Regions from separate parts of the Gossypium hirsutum genome. Here region 2 is linked to region 1. The links are chromatin contacts, called in public Hi-C maps. All regions are on one chromosome and are shown on one strand. The core of a region is the stretch at or near the end of the contact, and the rest is flanking DNA. Distances in the headings are between cores, read along the strand shown. Region 1 holds the start of LOC107953709. Region 2 holds the start of LOC107950735 (protein transport protein SEC31 homolog B).

Region 1 (4,604 bases), core at 607-3,106:
ATACTTGTCAAGAATTGAACTTAAAGGTCATTTAACTACAAGCTCTTTTCGTAGTCTCTATTGTCTGTATCCAATAGAAAGAACAGCACTAAGCAAATGGTGACAATTAATATTTGACTCCTGATTTGTGGTTTCTGTTTTTTTGTGATTTAGTAAACAGATTATTAATTGGATCAAGTTGCTCAAATCAAAGCGTTCAATGAGACAAATGTTGTATTTTGCAAGACCACGTTTCTTACATGATTGCTGTTTTCTTGAAATTTTGGCAGTTATGGTGAAGGAGATGAGAAGAATGAGGTCATGTGATCTGTGAATTAGGATGCAATGTTGAAGGTGATGGAGATGGTAGAGATGAGATTTTAAGTGGAGTATGATTGAAGAAACTGCCTTCAATGATGGTACTCAAATGGAATGCCGATTCAAGTAAAACAATTCCTTTATTTGATTGAGATGTGTCCATTAGATGGATTAACTAAAGAACTATGATTATGAAATGGGCATGTACCAATCAGATAAACATACTTGGAAAAGTAATGTGTAGGACAATAATCATTGAAGAATGTTGATTTGCAACTTGCAGTTTCTGTAGAAGGTGCGGGGAGCAATGAGAGGAAGATGGTTGTCGAACTGATGACTACTGAGGAAGGAGGCTGGTACTACTTTCTAACCATGCCCTTCCTTCCGTTACTTTTGTATATCATTGCATTGCATTTGTATTTTTAAGGCCTTAGGGGGGAAAAGTTCCTAATTAGTGGAATGTAAATCTGTTTGTCATAGTGTAATGCGAAAGAAAGCAAAACCATTTGTTATATATACTAGTATGTAAATATTTTGTGTTGGAACAGGATCAGGTATAGCCGTTAGGTTTGGGTACTTTGTGTTGAATTGGGGCCATTCATGGTTGACAGTTGAGACCTTTCTCTCTCTCTAACTGAACCAACTAAGAAACTTCTAATGGAGCTATCAATCTGAGCAGACACCCTGATGAGCACAGGCAGAGCCCAATAATATGAAACTTTTTTAACTTTCTGAAGCCGAAGCAGCATTGGGGTGCAAACTTTAACCAATGTCCTCTCTTAACTCGAACTCATGCAATACAAGAGTAGGTATATACATTTACACATTGCAGGTGAAATCTGAGTTGGTAGGGTTTGGGACATCATTGCAAGGCATGTGTAGCTAAGATCACCCTTTTGTTTGAGGGATATGGAGTTGTTAATGAGTTCTTAGTACTGTCATGTTTACGGCCACGCTTCTAACAGAACTGTAAGCAACGCATGAAGAAGATATTAAGTAATGGCATGAATTTGATCTTTATAGTGAATCTGTCCAAATATAATTTGATTTGTTAATTTCATACTATAATAAATGTCATCAAAGATGTGAGAGATAAGCTTAGGTTGAATTTTCTTTTTTAATTGAATAGCAACTTAAGAAATTAACCGATTGTAATGATGGGTATATTTGGAACAGCCACACAGAAAAAGTCCATGTCCTTAAGAAATTTCTAATATCAAGAAAGAAAGGAAATGATCTTCTTAGTTCCTTGGGATTACTAAATTTAATTTTTTTTTAAAAAGTTCTAATTGGATTTGTTCTAAAAACGAACTGGGAACATTCTATAGAGTCATTAAATTCAAAGAAACCCAAATTAGTCAAGGCCAATAAGGCAATAAAAGATAATATATTCCAAAGTTATCAACTCAAGAAAAAACCATAGGCTTTAGCACATGGTTTTGGGTCTCATTTTAAGGGTTAAGTCAAAATATTAAATGTAGCCCACTGAAATACAGGTCAAGCCAACCAGCCATCGTAAACTTCCCTGGCCTGCCTTTTTCATATAAATACTCAAATTGCACTTTCAATCACCAAATTCTGCCTATACAAAACAAATCCACCCTACAGTTTTTCAAGGTTTATTTTCACCAACCACACGAAAAAAGAAAAAAGTGTTCATTATGGGGCGTTGGATGAAGCCAGAGGTATGGACAAAATGAATAATTTATATTTTATTATTTTATTTTCTTTGGTTAATTGGCTTTTTTTTTTCTTAGGTGTACCCTCTAGTAGGAGCCATGGCCTTTGTAACTAGCATGTGTATCTTTCAGCTTACAAGGAACGTTTTCTTAAATCCTGCTGCCAGGTACTTTTTTGTTTTTTAATCATAATTTTTCTTACGTAAACAAGTATATTTTTGGGTCTCAAAATTGTTAATTTTTTGCAGGATCAACAAATCTGATCGTAGCCAAGCAGTGCTAGAAAACTATAAGGAAGGAGAAAAATATGCAGAACATGGGCTTCGTAAATTCCTAAGAACACGTCCCCCTGAAGTCATGCCAGCCATTAACCATTTCTTCTCTGAAGATAAATGAGCAGTTCAAATGGATTATACCCTCTCTGGTTTACATGAATTTGTGTATGAATAACAAGATATCAATATGTATTTTGCATTTTTTTGGGGTTTTATTTGGATTGAATAAAGAACTAAGGTTTATATTTATATTTGTATATAACAAATTATTTACTACATATGACACATGTAGGTTGCTATAACTAGGCTGAAATTGCAAGATTCCAAAATATGAGCACAAAATAATTACAATCTTTACTTGGATAATTCGGACGCAACGTAACAATATAATATATGAAAAAGATAATTAAAGTGACGTTTATTAGAAAAATTATAAGAAGAGCGGGGCTGCTGTTGAGGGCATTGAGAGCAAAGCAGGCTGTTTTGGTGGCTCTGGATGCTATATTGATGTCATTCATAGTCTATAAACTTTAAAATCTTCAAATTAATAATATTTCAATCATTCTACTCACATATATGATGGAAAAAAATTTAATTAATCTAAACAAAATTTCACAGATTAAAGTAAAAAACCAGATGCTGATAGATTAAAAAACTCCTATGACAATAGGTATGTTGTATGTTAGAGATATCCAAACGTTTGTAGTAAATAAAAAAATAACAAGTATTTATATTTTTAAGTAGATGTCGATAATGCTATGTATAACTCTCATTGATAAGGTTAGAGTATGGTGATTTTAGGAGATAAAAGCAAAACAAAGCATATATTTAGGGTTACCGAATTATATAAAGCAGTTTTTATTAATTTTCCCAATAACAATGGTTGGACACTTTAAAGACCAACGTTCAGACTTTGTTGTTATCATTTCCTCTCCTAATTTTATAATAATTTCATGAAAAACAATCAAACAAATTATTTATAGCCGAACAAAAACAACATTTTTGAAATTCAACTATCAAAATTGAATTACATTCCAAAACTCATATTACAAAATATCATATATATATACCTAATTTGAGAAATCAGGGGACAAAAAATCTAAGCAAGAATGACAAATGTGATAAATTATTTGGGATACAGAAAATATGTTAAGCTCAAAATTATGAACGGTTTCATTCATATAAATCTTGGATCTTAATTCATTTTAGATGATTTCAGTAAATTCCTGAAGTTACCTTTGTGTTGCTAATCAAACAGCCTAAACAACATTTACAAGAAATAAAATATCTCCAGTTACAAAATTCGGATTCCAGCTTCGTTTAGTTCCTCTTAGTGTAGCATGACATTTGTAGCTACCTGTTTTGGATCCATCCAACCTTCAACAAAATCTAAGTCAATATCCTTGTCTAGGCGGGGTTAAATTAGAAAATTTAGATTTTGGGTTAATTTTTAAAAAAATTAAAATGTTTATAAAAGTCATATAAATTAATACATAATATTAACCTTTGATAAACCAATGTATATGGGTTAAATATAAGACTATTATAACACTAAACAATAACTAAAAGAAAAAGTTTTCGTGAAACCGATATATAACAAGTAAAAGAAAATCATTTAAGTGCTTTTTGGTGTTACTAGAATGCAATATATCAATTTTCAAACATAAGATTCATAATAATCACACTAGTAACAATAATTTCTAAATAAAAATGCTAAATTTTTAATCAATATTCAAGAAGTTCAAGATTATAAATAAAAAATTCATTTCCTTGCACAAGAGATTTGAAAATAAATAGACAGATTGCTTCTTTTTCAAACAATTCTCTAAACAACTAGTTCAAACACGATTTTGGACAAGGTTGTGAACAGAAATAAAAACAATACAGATAAGGAGAGTAAAGAGAGATAAACACACAAGGTTTATTTACGCAATTCGAAAACAATCCTATTTTGTGGAGTCTTACTTAGTAAATGATTTATTCAACAATTAATCTAACAATCTATTGGTTAAAGCCTAATCTACCATTACACAAATAAGTAATTGTAGCTTCAATAGCTAGTCGTAACTTGTTACATCCACTCACCCAAAACTTCACTTACAATCAGATATAAATCCTCTCAAAGAATGCCTATAATATGAGTGTAAAATACAAGAAACATCATAGCAAAGATCCCAATGATATCAACATGAAACACTCTTCGAAAAGGTGCATCCATTCACGTGAATAAGCTGCGTATTTATAGGCCAATTGAGGTAGCCTTCCAAATAAGATTTTGTAAAGATAAATACTCTATTTTGGTGCAATATAATTCAAGATAAAATCCTCCAAAATATATTCCAAGACACAACCT
Region 2 (4,604 bases), core at 1,177-3,676, 290 kb after region 1:
AATATGGACCCAAGCAACAATGCATTGTGAAAAAGCCTCAAGGGTCGATAATTGAGTTGACCAAGGTTAGACAATCAAATAGTGTCTGAAGATCACCCAAGGTCCCTTTGATAGAACGTTATTATAATCCAAAGCAGATTAATTATCTTATTTTTAAAAAATATCAAACTTTTACAAATCATAAATCAATCAATAAAATTAAAATGCAAATTATTTTTTTTATAATTAGTTTTGCTTTAATTGAAATTTAATGTAACTTATAAGTGAATTAAACTTTACATAATAATTAGTACGATTTTTGACCCACGTTTTGCATAAAGTTAATTAGTTTGGACTAAATAGTTAAAATTTAAAAGTTACAATATGTACAATCTGTATATTCGAAGTTTAATCTTTAATTTTTTATTTTTAAGAATTTACTCAATCTATTTTTTAATTTTAAAAGTTTAAATTCAATTGTTAACACCATTAAAATTCTTCCATTAAATTTATTGATGTGACATTTTAAATTTTTTTAGAAAGTACTCACTCAATAATCATGTCACAAAAAATAGCAATATAATGGATTGGAATTTAACAAAAAAATTTAACGATGTTAACGATTCTTTAAATTACGTCAACATTTTAATTAGAATAAAATATTTAGATTAATTAATGATATTGTAAACGTTGAAATACCAAATTATATAAAAATATCAAATATAGAGATCAAATCTCAAATTTCAACATAGTAAAAAGACCACAATTAAAATTTAACTATTTTTATATAATTAAAAAGTAGAGAAACTAAAATTGGCGACATAAATAAATTCATTTCAATGAGAGAATATACACTGACGAAGCTTACTAGAGACTTAGGGACATGACCTACTAAAATAGTAAAATTTTAATTAATAATATTAAAATTACACTTTAATAAAAATAATAAAAATTTAATATAACTCTTTAAAAATTATAAAAATATATTAAATTAATTAAATTATATTTTTATTATCGTTAAAATATACAATTTAATTTTTATTTTTAAGCAAAATTTCTCCCACTAACAGTATACGCTTAAGGAAGAAAAAGAGTCTACAAAAATACATCCAAAAACCAGACAGAACCCTTTCTTTTCGGATTTCATTTCACTAAACCTAGGGTCTTTTTAGTCTTTTTGCGTTGATAAAGTCAAAGGTAAAGATTGTAGATTCCCTTGCCGTGTTCTGATTTGATGTGCTGGAAAACCAATGTCTTTCTTCACTGCAAGTATCACTCGTGTTATCCTTAATAATTAGTCTTAAATGCATCATACATCTCTGAGTCATACTCAAATTTTAAATTTAATCTCTAAATTTTGAAACTTTTAAATATCAATATAACATTAATCAATATATTTCATTGTATTAATAATTAGTTTTACCATTAAGGATGCGTGTGGTTCACCGAATGTAACATTATGTCTTATAATTTTACATTTTGAAATAAGATTATATTATTTCAATTTTCAACATTTTGATCATCTAGTAATATAAAGTGTAATATTAATGCCACCCATTCCTTAAGTTATCTTAGATTATAGGCGATATTTTTTAATTTGGATCAATTTATCATTTAGTTTTATTATTTTAACCAACTTCATCCTTTTTAAAAAAATTTTAAATCCAATTAAAAACAAGTATATTTATTTTTCTTAATAGCGAAACAATAGATGTCATACTTAAAAGTTATAATTATTATATTCACTCTAAAGTTTTTTTAGTATATTAACTATAATTTATGAAATTATTTCAACATCATATATTTACTTATTAATATATAAATTATAATAAAAAATCAAATTTTATCATAATTTTATGAAATTCTGAGATTAAAAAACATTAAAAGAATTAAACTTGCTAAAATAAACAAATTTTATAACAAGAATAATTTAATAAAACATGTTTCTACATAATCTTATATTTTAACCAAATGATTTAAATAGGACAATGTAAGTAACATACCCGACATTCATCTTACATTCCTTGAACCAAATATCATTGTCAGCTCAAATTTGGCAAGAAGGATATTTAAAATATGTGGATCATATTATATATACATATTTATCTTAGTTTGATTGTCATCGACATTGTTCTCAATGTAGGAAGACATAAGTTCAAATGCGTTGAAGCGCATTATCCTCTTATTTATATATTTTAAATATGTTTCATGTTACATTCAAATTGATGTTTAACATTTAAATTGATGGCTAGAATTGAAAAACAAGCTGATGGATACAATTTTGATATTTTGAAATTTCAATTTGAATGAAGTTTAGGACTATTTTAAAATGTGGAAGAAAGTTTATAGGCGTTTGGTGGAATTAATCCTATAATCATCTGCACTTTCACAGTTCCATCCTTTGTCCGAGTTATAGACATTCGTTACTCGAACAAAACATAAAAACGACCACAGCAGCGGCCGCACAAAACCAAAATAAAAAGAAACCATTCATAAAATTACCACTTTACCACTCTCCTCCATCAATCAGTCGAAAGAGAAAACAGAATTCAGAAAATCGCCCCCCCCCTCAAAAAAAAAAAAAAAAAAGGAAACCTCGCTACACAGTGTTTTTTTCCCTCTTTCTGAATTCCCGAAATTAGATCAAAACCCTAATCCTTCAAATTCTCACCATATTAATCCAAATCATATCTCTCTTTGAGCTTCTTCCGTATCAATTCACATATGTGCCGATAATTGCTATCGGTCTTTGTTTATTTCTCGCGGCATCGATATATTATTTGATAGGTATTTTGGGAGGATAACGTAGTGTAAAATTTGCCTTTAATCTAATGGCGTGTATAAAAGGGGTGAACAGATCGGCGCAAGTGGCAATGGCGCCGGACGCTCCCTACATGGCAGCGGGGACAATGGCTGGGGCGGTGGATATGTCCTTTAGCTCATCCGCGAATCTCGAGATATTCAAGTTTGATTTCCTGAGTGATGATCGCGAGCTTCCTTTGGTAGGCGAGTGCCCCAGCTCAGAGCGATTTAACCGCCTCGCTTGGGGCAAGAACGGATCTGGTTCCGATGAATTTTCACTCGGGCTCATTGCTGGTGGACTCGTTGATGGCAATATCGATCTTTGGAACCCCTCAAACCTGATACGGTACTTTTTTTCTTTTTTATCTTTCTATAAAATGTACATATCGGTCGATTTAATCTAGTTTACTTTAAATTTCGGTTAAATTAGACATGTAGTGAAAGAATTGGGCACTAGAATAAGTCAAGTGGCTATATTGCAGGTTTTAAGTGTATGATGTTTGTTTGGATGGGAAAATTGTGACTGCTTTCCATCTACTTGGGATTGTACTGATCTCTTATCAAATTTATATTCACGCGTTTATTTATATGGATTTCCAATAATCGTTTTTGTCTTGTGTTAATTTAGTATTTTTTGTTATTTATCTACAGCAAGTGGTTATTCAAGTTTTTGGGCTTCTTTACTTCGAGGCTAGCTTTTTCATGATCTGATATTGTAATAATGTGCCCATGATTCGCGAGTTCTAGATTACTTATTATAACTGGATTTGATGAGTGTTTGGTTGAAAGTGACTTCTGACTGAGTGCTTTCGAAACTTAATTCCCTCATAAACTGTTAATGGCTTGCTTTATTGTGCCATGTGGAATAAGTTGGATAAAATGTCTGGTAATTTGTTGTGCCTGATCTTGGCATTGTCTTTAGTAGGCTACATTCAAGTTTTACTTCACGTTTCATGAGCATTGAATGTTCTGTGTTAGTTTGACTGGATCATTTATAAAAGAATTTGGTTATTGAGCAGAAACTCTTCTTCTTGTTGGCATTGGGTTGCTGGTTAATCTGGATCTAGTTGTAATTTATTAGAGACGAAGAACTAGAAGGAAAAGAATATCATCTTTTTTGGAGAAAATTTATGATTAAAATGATTCTTATTTGAGACCCTGTGTTATAGAATATTTAATTCTTTTATCTATTCATTTATGATCTTTGTTTTTCTAGGTGATTGGGATTGATTACTTTCACATTTTCCTATGTTTTTTTTGCCAATTATTAGTATTTATTGCTCTGTATTTCCTTTAGCAATCTCATTTTGTTTTGGGATTTTTATTTTGACATTAGCACTGTCTTATTCGGTTTGAAACAACATGATAATTTGGTTTAAACATAACAATTTCTTCAGCTCTATGTCAAGTGAACAAGCTATTGTTGGACGTCTTTCTAGACACAAAGGACCTGTGAGTTTCCTTTATTCCTTTTTTTTTTTTGTGTGTGTCTATGCGTGTAATAAATCCTCTAGCTTTTTGACATATATGATATTTATCATCTAGCATTTGAAGATGTCATGGTATATTTCTTCTTTTCTTTTCCTCATACTTTTAGGTTCGTGGTCTCGAGTTCAATGCCATTGCTTCAAACTTACTAGCATCTGGGGCTGATGATGGTGAAATCTGCATCTGGGATTTGTCAGCACCTGCACAACCGTCTCATTTTCCGCCTCTTAAGGTCTGTGGCAATCATTAGTAGCTTGTTGAATTGTAAACTTCCTTCATCTATCTGCTCACTGTGGAAAAGTATTGCATGGCCATTGTCTTTTGATTCTGAGCCA

Evidence for each region. A called contact is a pair of places that touch in the nucleus more often than the background predicts.
Region 2: a contact with region 1 is called in a Hi-C map of leaf, with 1.5 times the contacts expected there. The contact joins the promoter of LOC107950735 here to the promoter of LOC107953709 in region 1. A contact is called at or near these places in 2 of 34 Hi-C or Micro-C datasets (both in leaf).

The regions. Positions count from the first base shown.
Region 1 is chrA08:8,231,917-8,236,520 of Gossypium_hirsutum_v2.1, forward strand. It overlaps LOC107953709, which reads left to right and starts at 1,857. Exons shown (of 3, transcript XM_016889099.1): 1 at 1,857-1,982; 2 at 2,055-2,143; 3 at 2,225-2,500. The coding sequence starts at 1,959. The coding sequence ends at 2,372. It overlaps LOC107950686 (pentatricopeptide repeat-containing protein At3g53170), which reads left to right. Exons shown (of 3, transcript XM_016885593.2): 3 at 270-1,660. The coding sequence ends at 313.
Region 2 is chrA08:8,517,208-8,521,811 of Gossypium_hirsutum_v2.1, forward strand. It overlaps LOC107950735 (protein transport protein SEC31 homolog B), which reads left to right and starts at 2,427. Exons shown (of 21, transcript XM_016885669.2): 1 at 2,427-3,127; 2 at 4,179-4,233; 3 at 4,379-4,501. The coding sequence starts at 2,811.